Regions from separate parts of the Mus musculus genome. Here regions 1 and 2 are each linked to region 3. The links are chromatin contacts, called in public promoter capture Hi-C maps. All regions are on one chromosome and are shown on one strand. The core of a region is the stretch at or near the end of the contact, and the rest is flanking DNA. Distances in the headings are between cores, read along the strand shown.

Region 1 (3,929 bases), core at 1,349-3,848, 390 kb before region 3:
TGGGAGCGGGGAGTCATCACAACATCCTGGAGGAACTATATTAAAGGGTCGAAGCATTGAGAAGGTTGAGAACTACCGGTCTGAAGTGAGCTCTCAACAAATGTCAGTGTGCTTTAAAAAGAAAATGTGAATGATCTTCATGGGAACAAAATCTCCAAGTTGGGGCAGGTGGGGTTGTGGCGCCTTCATGGGAGACTTACTGTAGCTTATTGGCAGGGATTACAGTTCTAGCAAATTTTCCAAAACCTGTGGTGATGCCATAAACAACTGGAGTACAAAAAAGAAAGAAACAGACACTTTGATTAGATGCCACAGGGGTTCTCTTCCTACATTTGCCCGTAAACTAATGTTGGGACACCCCGAGAGAGAAAAGGATACCTGTTCTTTCTTTGATGATGCTGTCGATGACCTCCCGGGACTGCTGCACTTTCTTCTCAGCAATTGAAGTGAGCTAGGAGAGCATTGGCCAGGAGTGAGCATACGAAAGCCTTCCATGTCCAATGGGGACGGAAGGACACTGTCCTTCCTGTCCTCCCTCACGTACCTTTATCTTGTAACGTCCCTTGCCCAGGTTGACCAGATCCTCTGTGCTCAGACTGTCCCCATCTAGGGCAATGTACTGAACAAGAAGGGTGAGGTTCAGTGAGTGGGAGGGGCTTTGAAGGAGTAGCCTTGGATTCTGCCTGACCCCAAAGATAGTTTACTACCGTTCTGAGGCATTGATGTGCTAATTAAGAACAGGGCTGGCTTACGGGAACACTGGGCAAGAAAAATCAGAAAAACAGGGGCCAGGCTCCCCATAGTATACTCTGAGCTGGATGAAACCTGTCTTTTAGTATAGTGCTCACCCAGATATACCCTCCCCCTCCTCTTCCTCTTCTTCCCCCTCCTCTTCCTCCTCCTCCTCCTCCTCCCCCTCCTCCTTCTCTTCCTCCCCTCCTCCTCTTCTTCCTCCTCCTCTTCCTCCTCCTCCTCTTCCTCCTACTCCCCTTCCTCTTCCTCCTACTTCCCCTCCTCCTCTTCCTCCTCCTCTTCCTTCTCTTCCTCTTCCCTCTTCCTCCTCCTCCTCTTCCTTCTCCTCCTTCCCTTCCTTCTCCCCCTCCCCCTCTTCCCCCTCCTCTCCCTCCTCCCCTCCTCTTCCTCCCCCTCCCTCCTCCCCCCTCCTCCTCTTCCTTCTCCTCTTCTTCCTTGTCCTCTTCTCCCCCTCCTCCTTCCCCTTCTTAAAGTGGTAGGTGAAAGGAGGCATATTTCAGACATGACAGAGTTTTATATTCCCCACAAAAAGGAAAATAGCTTACTTTTTCAGGCTCCCGGTATTTGCTGTATCTAAAGCCAGGTAAAGGAGCAGACTAGCAATGTGGAACAGCCCCAGCCCCACCGTGTCAGGACCAGCCACCGCAGGGCTGACCAAAGGGGATGCACAAAGGATACAGGAAAACTCCTTCTGGCTGCGACGGAATGAAATCAGGAGACATCACATCACCTTCAATCACTGAAACAAGAAGGGGAGAGAGGGGCCTAGCAGGTCACAGGGTGTCACATCAGGGCAGGTGTCAGACCCAGGAATGACCCCTCCATGCACTGAGCTTGTGTTTCATAGCAACGGCTGCTGGACCGTGACATCCTACATTTTCACACGGTCTTAGCGTCTTTACACAGGAAAGCAAAAAGCAGAAAGGTAGCAGGGGGATGTACGTGGAAGATTGGTTCTAGCCTGCTTCTGTTTCTACTCTGGCAGTCCCTTACAGAAGGATTCTGTCATTGCAAGGGACTCTAACCTGCAGCCTTGGGTTCAAGTCCAGACTGTCACTGTGGCCTGCCTCTCTCCATCTATTGCAGGCTGGGGGCAGGGGGAGGTGGATGATAAAGCAAGGCTTGAGGCTCCCCCAGGGCAAGTACTCAAGTCTTTTTTTCTTGCCGTGTTCCCTGACACGGGGGTGACTTCCTCCAGGACATGCCAAGGCTCTGTTCCCCTGAGGGCCACTCACCCACTTCTACGAACTCATTGTCCTCTAAGGCCACCTCCAGCTCGTCCTCATTGTCCAGCAGGCCCAGGCCCTTGCACCGATGCACAAGGAATTGCACTTCATCCACCGAAGTGAAGCCACCATTGTCCGGTTTGTTCTTCATGTAGCGTCGCACAGCCTCACGGCCCAGCCAGCCAACAGTGAGCTTCCCATCCTGACAGGGCACCGCCAGCCATTCCCCACGCACGTGCACTGTGTACCTAGGCATGGCTCAGATGCTATAGCCCTTCTGAGCAGCAGGCCACTGTAACCAAGGGCTGGCTCCTTTCCTACAGTCCTCGACTGGGGAGAGCCTTTATCCTTTACCAGGGAGGGGAGTGTCTGCTGGGGTGTGGTTGGCAGTGAGACTGAGAGTGGACTTTCAGAACACACCCCTTCCCTTGCCTTTAGCCATTCACACTTTAAACAAATATTGATTGCGGTCTCTGGTGTTCCTTTGGCCTTTCTGGATGCTGAACTAGGTGCAGGAGACAGGGATATGGGTAGCTGAGCCCACTTTTAATGTAACCTTGTAGTTCTCTGACCCTGGAAGTCCTTCTGACCAGGGTTCCCCGTTCTCTCTCTCCCTTTCTGAGTCTGCCTTGAAAGCTGCTTATAAACACCATGTTCCCCTCTTTAGGGAATTACTCAATTGGTAAAACGCATCCTCTCGGTCAATTGTGACACCCAGAGTGTAGCAATCCCCATTCATTTATTTATTCCACAAACACGCGTTGAGCAACGCCTCCCTGCCAGTGCCCAGTGCTACCAAAGCCATTGCTCCATCAAAGAAAGCAGTTCTGAAAAGGTTGTGTTTAGACACATGAATCACCGTAGCTTGGAGGCCCTCAGCTCACTACCCTGGGGTGAGTGAGTGATCTTCCCGTTTCCTAAGCCAAAGGCAAATTCTCTAATGCCGTGATTCGCGGCATCTACCTGGGATAAATCCTGGCTGTGTGACTCGCAGTCATTTGAGTCCCCTGGGATTCAGCTTTACTCGTCTATGAAACGAATATCCCCACGGGCAGCTGGAAGGACAAAGTCAATTAGTGTGTGTCAACCCTGAGGTCCGTGCCTGCTGGATGGGGAGACTCCCAATTACTCTCACCAGGACTTGGACTTTAACACTCCACATGCCCTCAAGAGTGTGTGTGTGTGTGTGTGAATATTCCTTATCTTTGCCCCCTGGATATCCCTAGTTCAGCTAAGCTTCTTCCCTGCCCCAAACCGCTTCCCCTGCACCCCCCCCCACCTAATTTTGCCCCACCTGTGTTAAGGAACACTGATAGCCCAAGAGATTCAAAGAATTGTGTGCGCTTTAGTAGTATGTCAGTTCTGAGAAATTTGATTGAATAATCAGAAACCCTGACCTGCCTTCTACTTCATTAGAACAGTTGCTCTGTAGATAGACACCCAGATCCACATCCAGTGTCTTACCATCAGTCTATCGAAATGTATTCATCAGACAACCACACCCCGACTGTGCCCTGCAATTTGGCAACATCTCGATTTGCTATCAAGACAGAAGTTAGCTTCAGTTCAGTATTCCACCTCCAGGACATGGCCTTCCACCTTACTTAGCTCATCTCTGCCCACGGACCTGACCTCCGGTTAACCCTTTCTTCTCCTCCTGAACCCCACCGCTTAGGAAGCTATCCTAGTTGCTTATGTGGCTATGCTTAAACAGCTTCAAGGTCCTTGGGAAGCCAGAATCTATTATGTGTGTAATTTGGGATGAAACCCATACCCTGAGTCCTTACTCTGGACTGTCACCTGCTTACCCCAGCAGACTGATGTAACAAGTCCTATGACCGTGGGGGTGATGGCACCACCCTTTGACTCATGCCCCCCCCAGAGGGAACGCTCCAAGTCTTCCCTCTCTCCTCAACTTGCAGCTCATTCCCAGATACGGGCTTCATCTTT
Region 2 (3,516 bases), core at 340-2,839, 450 kb before region 3:
GGTCAAACAAATCCACAAACTACAAGCAAGCGTGGCTATATAAGGCGAAGACAACCGTGCCTCGGGGAAATTTTCAATTGATTTCCTGAGAACAGGTCAGGGGAGAACTAACAGAAGTAGGCATTTGTTGAACCCCAGTGTGAACCCATCTTTTATCCCTGCAATTACCTTTGCCTGCCAAAAGTTAACAGGTTAGCTAAAATTTTAGAGTATAAAAATTCTCTAACCATAAGTGACTCTGTTTCTACCCTCTGCCATTTCTACACCCCACCCCCTTTCTTCTTTTAATTTTTTTCTTTGACAGTGAGTCACTGTGTAGACCAGGCTAGACTGAAACTCACATAGCTCTATTACCACCCCTGGTTAATCTCTCTCTCTCTCTCTCTCTCTCTCTCTCTCTCTCTCTCTCTTGGCAGTACACAGACATTTGTGGTTGTGTTTCTGCTTTGTGAGCAGCTGTTGAGGTTTTCACTCACATTATTTTATAACTTCCTTCTTTTGTTTTTGTTTTGTTTTTTTCTACCCCATCTCTATTTTCTTATAGAACATGGTGTGGACCTAAAGGACATTTGCTTCTAGTCTGTCGGAAGCTATTTTTACTGTCTGTTTTATTAATGGCTATAAGGTGACCCAAAATTATCTTTGTGATTTGCAGAGTAAGCCTGCTTTTATGGTATTGTTTTCAGTCCTTGACCCTGCCACCCCCATCTCTTGTAGTATTTGTTGGCCTGGGCAAGGGAAGAAAATCTCTTATCTTTTTAGGAAACATACCATAGAAACTAAATAACTTAAGGGTGATATAGTCTTTAGTCTCAGCACTGATGTGCAGTGTGTGTGTGTGTGTGTGTGTGTGTGTGTGTGAGTGGGGGTGGGGAACCAGGGAGAGAGAGAGAGAGAGAGAGAGAGAGAGAGAGAGAGAGAGAGAGATCTGAATTAAAAGGCTATCCTGATCTACATAAAGGGCTCCAGAACAGCCAGGGCTACACAGTGAGACTTATCTCAACAAGAGAAAAAAGACCAAGGGGGGGGGAAGCCCTAAAACCACATATGTACAAATAGCATTATACAGACCAAGTGGGCTGTATTTATGTATTTAGGGACACACACACACCATAGAAAAGGTCTTGAATTTGAAAGAGAACAAGGGTGGTTTAAGAGGAAATCAGGAAATGATGTCATTGTAATCTCAAAAAATTTATGTGTGTGTGTATATGTGTATGTGTGTGTGTGTGTGTGTGTGTGTGTGTGTGTGTGTGTGTGTGTATGTATTCTTTACAAATCCTGCCTGCCAGTTCTTTAAACAATCTGGATACTGTCTGTCTACAACCTTGAGTGCAGTGGTGTGTGTGAAAGCCACCACACTCGGGAGGAGGGGGGGAGTGTCAGACACCCGGGTCAAATCTGGTTTTACCTCAACAAGTCTGGATCACTGTTGAGACCTATCCTTCAAGAAGGCGGTCGGGACAAAGCAGACAGAGGCACCAAACTGATACTCTGTGTCTCAGCTTCATCCTTCCCTGCTCCAGGCTCCCTTCATCCTGGGAACCGCTTACTACCAGGCCCAAGCGCCGATCTGGCCAACCGAACACGCGTGGCACCCGCAGCCAGGCTAGGAGGGTCACGCGGACACCGTGAGCCTCTGCCCCGTGCCCCTGTCGCCTGTCAGCGCAAGTTTGCTAGGTTCAAGTTCCAGCTCCCAGGGCACAGTGTGTTTTTGTCTCTGTTTCTGTCACTGTGTCTAACACACACACATACATACATACACACACACACACACACCATGCACACTCACACCACACGCATACACACACCCCACTGTGTCTGCCTCTGTTTCTGTCACTGTAACACACACACACACACACACCACTGACGTCTCTGTGTGAGCCCTTCCCAACAACACTTCACTTGGCCACTGCACCGCATCTACCTCGCCCAACTTGATCACTTCCGGTGGTGGCTAAATTTCAGTTTTGTTTTGTTTTTAATCCAGAAGTTAGGGGTTGGGGAGGGGGTGATATAACCATCACCTCCTTTACTCCAAACCTGGAAAGGAGACCTGAAAAGACTGGCGTCCACAATAAAGTTTATTCCAACTTTATTCCAGGCGCTCTGGTTGGCACTGCTCCTGTCCCGGTCACTGGCTGCTGGCCAGCTCCCGCCCCACGCTGCCCAGCCCCGCCCCGCCCTGCCCGGGAGCCACAGCTCGCAGGCTCTCCTGTCCTCCGCAGCCCGCCAGCGGCTAGAGCGACAATGACGAGCAGCCACCGCCTCCTGCTGGAGAACGCACAGCAAGTGGTGCTGGTGTGTGCCCGCGGCGAGCGCTTCCTGACCGGGTCTGCGCTGCGCAGCCTGGCGGTGCTGGAGGGCGCCAGCGTGGTGGTGGGCACGTGAGTAGCCAGTAGCTGGGGACAGGCGAGATGGGGTTCCGGAGCGAAAGCTCTTTCTCCAACAAAACACCTTCAGGGCATCTTTCATTATGATCATTGATCATTGATCCCATTATAGCTTCTAAAGTACTGGCTGGTGGGTTTGCTTTGTTGTTTCCAGAAGAGTCTGTAGACTCTTTTTTGCTCTAAAATCCCGGATATTGATCCAGGTGTGCAGTCCCAGCACCCAAGAGGCAGAAGGTGAGGTCTGTAGTCTAAGGCCATCCTTGACTGTATGTAGAGTTTGCATGTGAGATCCTGTTTCAAAAAACAATCAAGAACTTAAAAAAAGAAAGAAAGAAAAGAAAGGAAAGAAGGAAGGAAGGAAGGAAGGAAGGAAGGAAGGAAGGAAGGAAGGAAAGGAAGGAAGGAAGGAAGGAAGGAAGGAAGGAAGAAAGAAAGAAAGAAAGAAAGAAAGAAAGAAAGAAAGAAAGAAAGAAAGAAAGAAAGAAAGAAAGAAAGAAAGAAAAGAAAAAGAAAAAAGGACAGGGTTTCTCTGTGTAGCCCTGGCTGTCCTGGACTCTTGTAGACCAGACTGGCCTCGAATTCACTCACAGAGTTCCACTCATCTCTGCTTCCCGAATGCTGGGATCAAAGACATGCCCCTCTTTAAAAAAATACTTTTAAATAAAACTAACATTACATCTTTTTTCCCCCCTCAAAAAGCACCTGTGGTGTGCATTATGTAGTCCAGCATAGTGGCCATGTCTTTAATACCAGCACTCTGGAGGCAGGGGTAGACTATTCAAAGTCAGCTTGCTCTACGTAATTCCAGGGCAGCCAAGTGAGACCATGTCGTAAAACAAACAAACCTACGGCTGACCCGCAAAATCACTCAAGCCCTGCATCAGGGAACTAAGGTTAACACACAGGCGCTTTGCTTTGGGGTTGTTTTCTAAAGTAAATAAAAATGTGTCAACACTCACACCTTTTAAAGAGAAGGAATGAATGTGTATTATTTTGTAGTTTATTCTTTTTCCCACTTAGTAGTAAACAGTAAAGCCTCACTATTCCATGTTAATAGTTTCTAAAGGGCCAAAACTCCTAACACCTTTGGAAGGTGGTTTCTAGCTTCCTTGAGTAATTATGT
Region 3 (4,044 bases), core at 1,197-3,696:
GGCACTGAGGTCACAGCTAATGTGGCTGTGTGTGCTTGCTGACTATTGTTTACTTCTGAATCTGGGAATGAGTATTATATTTAAAAATGTAACGTGGACATTAGACTAGTGTTATGAGTCTCTGGATAGCCTTCAGATCTTCCGTTTTAGTAGCTCTCTCTGTTACTGCTCTGGCAGAGAAAAGGGGTGCCAGTTACCCCATTTCTACTGAGTTTGAGGAAAAGACCATCCCCAACTTCGTGCCAGGCGTCACACAGTGGAGGGAGCAGGTCCTTCCATTGATCGTGGGTCTCACCAGATCTGTGTTGATACTACAGGACCTAGAGAAGTAGGAGTAACTCGTCACACAGCTCTCACATGCTAACACCACAGGACAATGAGAATCGTGATCATCCACCAGGCCTCTAATGATCCCTCAGCAACCAGGAGGAGGAGACTGTAAAAGCATCGTCTGGGGCTTTTATACATTGCCCTTGTTCATGAATAATGACACAGAGATCTAGTATATTTATGAATAAGCTTCTATAGCTAGACAGATATTCTAACCCAACTATGCTGGCCCTTTCCCAGACACGTGCCATGCTACCTGCCCTGGCTGCTTCTGCTCTATCTGTGTCCTCATGGCGACCCCTCTCTCTTTCCTCTCTCTTCCCAGGACTCCCTCAACGGGATCCAAAATCCCTCCTTATCTCTCCTGCCCAGCTATAGGCTGATCTGTTTTATTAACCAGTCTGAGGTGTCAGAGAACAATTTGTATACAACATTGAGACAGGAGATGCTTCATGAAAATGCCAAGATGTAGATTGCAACCCGATCTCTGGGCCCAGAGACCAACACTTAAACACAGAGTGCACAAAACCATCCCCCAACGGGAGATGGTCTTATTACCCTCCAGTGAGGATGGTCGGGGCGATTCCTCACTAAGTCCTATGTGGAGGCCGGTTAGGAACTGTGGTAGGAATTTGTTCTAATGCTTTGAAGAGAGGAAGGAGGATCACCAAGATTCGGAGGGAAACCAGATTTAGAGCTGCAGAAGGAAAATTACCCCAAACGTAGGTGAGAAGGAATGTGGTCCCACGAAGGGCTGCCCAGAAACGTCTTGGGCAGCAAAGACTAGGAAGCCACCCAGAAGGAGCCAGGGCAACAAAGATAAAATATAGAATTAGAGGGCGTTAAGCCAGGAGTGCCAGAGGGAAATGTGTGCTAGTTAGCCAGAGGGGTGGGGGTGAGGGGGTTGGGGTTGGGGGTGGGGGTGGAGAGTAGAATTGCCCAACCTTTGAACTAGTCAAGGCAGCATATATTTAAAATTAAGTGGTGTGTGTGTGTGGTTGTGTGTGTGTGTCTTTCATTCATGAATCCAGACAGCTCTTGGACGGGTACATTTGCAACCCGTCTGGAGCACAGAGTGGGTTAACTAACTACTGCCACAGTACCGGACATGTCCTGGTTTGGGGGCAGGGAGCCCAGGTTCTCATTTGGCCTTTACTGGTGGGGTTGAACATGAGAGTTATAGCTGCTTCTCTGGTGTCACATGGAGTAGACTGGCTTCCTTCTGTGTATTTATAATCTTGCTAATATGCCCTTAAATAGTTCCTTTTTTAGACAGGAGTGGTTTTTCTTTCTTTCTGTTTGTTCTCATTGGTGGGCCTTTAGAATTCCGTCTAGTCTATATGAGGCTGTGCTTTGGGTCCTAACTTGCCATCTATACATTTTCCCAGTATTTGTTTGTTTGTTTGTTTCATGTAGCCCAGGCTAGCCTTGAACTTGCTATGCAGTTGGGGATGCTCTTTAACTCCCTGGCTTTCTGTCTCTACCTCCCAAGAACCAAGGTCACAGGTGTGACCACCAATCCCAGCCATTTCACATTTGAGATCACACACACACACACACACACACACACACACACACACACACACACACACACACACACACACAGAGGCAGAGAGAGAGAGAGAGAGAGAGCACTAAGATATCAATAAGGTATCTTAAGTATCAGAAAAGGAATTTGATGCATAATTGAGGGTTATAAAGCTAACTAGAAGACAGTGAGGTGGCCTATTCATCCAGGATGTTAACATGCCAGAGAAACAAAAGGAACCGTGAGTCACACTCTCAAAGCTGAAATGCAAAGGGTTTGCCCAATATGGCAGTGTCCGGTGTCACAGGGGAGGCTGGGCTAAGGAAGTACTGCCCAAGGTTCTTGTGAACAGGAAGAGAACACCACTTCTCTATTTAAAACAAACAAACAAACAAACAACCACTTAAATTTCTCTGCAGTTCTCATTAGTGACAACAGGAAACTCAGGGAGATGGGCGGAGGACCTGGAGGCAAGCAGGCTTGTGTCTAATCGCCGCCGTCCCTTTCTCTGATGAGTAAGCTCAGGCACAGAGCGGTGTGTAACTTGGCTGGGGTTCCACAGATGCCAAACAATTCTGGAGAGTGCAATGTCTGTGGCCTTGTACTTCCAGCCACTGGGAGGCCCCAGGAGGTAAAGGTGTGACTGGGTTTGGATAGTGTAGTGTCAGTCTTTATTTGTCCTTTAAACACACAGGAGATGTAGATTTGTGACAACCAGAAGTCTGAGATATAAAGCTTGGAGATTGTCTGGATCATGGGGAAAGTTTCAAAGTCATGAAAGGGTTAACCTAAGCTTGTTATTTATTTTGAAACTGCTTTTCTTCCCCATCTCCCTGCTGCCCCCAACTCTCTGCCTTTTCACTCTTTCATCCCCTTCCCTCCTTCTATAGGGTTTTATGTGTAGCCCAGGCTAGCCTGGGAGTCATCACATCTCAGCTTTCCTCGTGCCGAGATTACAGGTGTGCACAACCACACCCAGTTTGTTTTCATTTTCCTGTTCTCTTTCTTATTTAGTGCTTGCTTTGTGCCAAACACCCCTTTATGTAGTCCAGTTGTTTCAGTTAACTTAATTCTTGCATCCAACTTGTGCTGGCTATGTCTTAGGTCAAGTTGACACAAGCTAGAGTCATCTGAAAAAGAAAAAGGAAAAAACAACAAAACAAAACAAAAAAAAAACAAAAAGAAAAACAAAAACAAAAACCAAAACCCAAAACAAAAACCTGGAAATCTCAATTGAGAAAATGACTCCATTAGATTTGGCTGTAGGGTGTTTTCTTAATTAACGATTGGTGATTTATTGAGGCGTGCTCAGCCCATTGTGGGTGGTGCCATCTCTGGGCTGGTTGGTGGTCCTAGTAAGAAAGCAGGCTGAGCGAACCATAATGAGCAAACCAGTAAGCAGTCTTCTTCCATGAACGTTGCATCAGCTCCTACCTCCAGATTCCAGCCTGTTTTGAATTCCTGCCAATTATATCTTTCAGTGTTGGACTATGATTAGAAGTAGAAGCCAAATAAACCCTTCGTAAGCCCGTAGAGGCATGCAAGTGGCCAGACCCCATCCCCAAGACGACTCTAACTGCTCTAAAGCCTGTTTCCAACCCCCTGAGATGCAATTGCCCAAGCTCCACACTATAGAGGGGAAAAAAATAAGGCCACAGAATCACACCAATCCCAGGCCACCATGGAAAGATCTGCCCCTCAAGAAATCCTATATAAAGTTTGCCTCCTGCTCTGTTCTTTGCTGCTTCTCCTCTTTAGTAGTGTGACTTTATGGCATTCCTTGGCTCCCAACTGCCTGGATGGATACCTTTCCTCTCGGAGCTGTAAGACTTCCCCACCCTTTCCTTCCCAAGTTGCTTTTGGTCCTGGTGCTTCATCTCAGGAGTAGAAAAGTAAATAAGATAAATCGGTTGCAAGATTCTGAGGCATTGCTGTGACAAACTTGACCATGTGTTTTGGAGGATTTCAGAAGGACTTTGGAACTCTGGGCTAGTGGTTAACAGCTGCAGCTGCTCGTTCAAAGGTCCTGAGTTCAATTCCTAGCAACCACATGGTGGTTCACAACCATCTGTAATGGGGTCTGATGCCCTCTTCTGGTGTGTCCGAGGACAGCAACAGTATACTCATATAAATAATACATAAATAAAATTTAAAAAATTCAGCTGTTAAGTATTTTATTAATTAAC

What was found. Promoter capture Hi-C pulls out the DNA fragments that hold promoters and counts their contacts.
Region 1: a contact with region 3 is called in a promoter capture Hi-C map of liver. The contact joins the promoter of Hal here to the enhancer-like site in region 3. A contact is called at or near these places in 8 of 39 promoter capture datasets (the 3T3-L1 cell line, the C10 cell line, cranial neural crest and 5 more), 1 of 484 Hi-C or Micro-C datasets (bone marrow-derived macrophages), 2 of 115 datasets of contacts at active chromatin or transcription factors (memory CD8 T cells and pancreatic cancer cells) and 3 of 9 other capture datasets (adipose tissue, liver and macrophages).
Region 2: a promoter capture Hi-C map of hematopoietic stem and progenitor cells shows a contact between it and region 3, with 2.9 times the contacts expected there. The contact joins the promoter of Ccdc38 here to the enhancer-like site in region 3. A contact is called at or near these places in 9 of 39 promoter capture datasets (the HPC-7 cell line, cranial neural crest, embryonic stem cells and 6 more), 8 of 115 datasets of contacts at active chromatin or transcription factors (astrocytes, embryonic basal ganglia, embryonic forebrain and 4 more) and 4 of 9 other capture datasets (adipose tissue, liver, macrophages and 1 more).

Annotation. Positions count from the first base shown.
Region 1 is chr10:93,487,437-93,491,365 of GRCm38.p6, reverse strand. It overlaps Hal (histidine ammonia lyase), which reads right to left and starts at 2,598. Exons shown (of 20, transcript NM_010401.4): 1 at 1,989-2,598; 2 at 1,432-1,492; 3 at 1,299-1,326; 4 at 545-619; 5 at 379-451; 6 at 201-267. The coding sequence starts at 2,235.
Region 2 is chr10:93,538,705-93,542,220 of GRCm38.p6, reverse strand. It overlaps Ccdc38 (coiled-coil domain containing 38), which reads right to left and starts at 1,589. Exons shown (of 16, transcript NM_175488.6): 1 at 1,412-1,589. It overlaps Amdhd1 (amidohydrolase domain containing 1), which reads left to right and starts at 2,188. Exons shown (of 9, transcript NM_027908.1): 1 at 2,188-2,387. The coding sequence starts at 2,251.
Region 3 is chr10:93,093,498-93,097,541 of GRCm38.p6, reverse strand. It overlaps Gm32468 (predicted gene, 32468), which reads right to left. Exons shown (of 3, transcript NR_168584.1): 3 at 4,016-4,044. Among named protein-coding and RNA genes, the nearest start is that of Gm32468, 11 kb to the right of the region's middle. Within about 2 kb of position 2,446, at least 96 of the 459 cell types and tissues checked have an H3K27ac peak or open chromatin away from gene starts, as enhancers often do. A contact at or near this core is called in the HPC-7 cell line, adipose tissue, bone marrow-derived macrophages and 6 more, where this site is marked.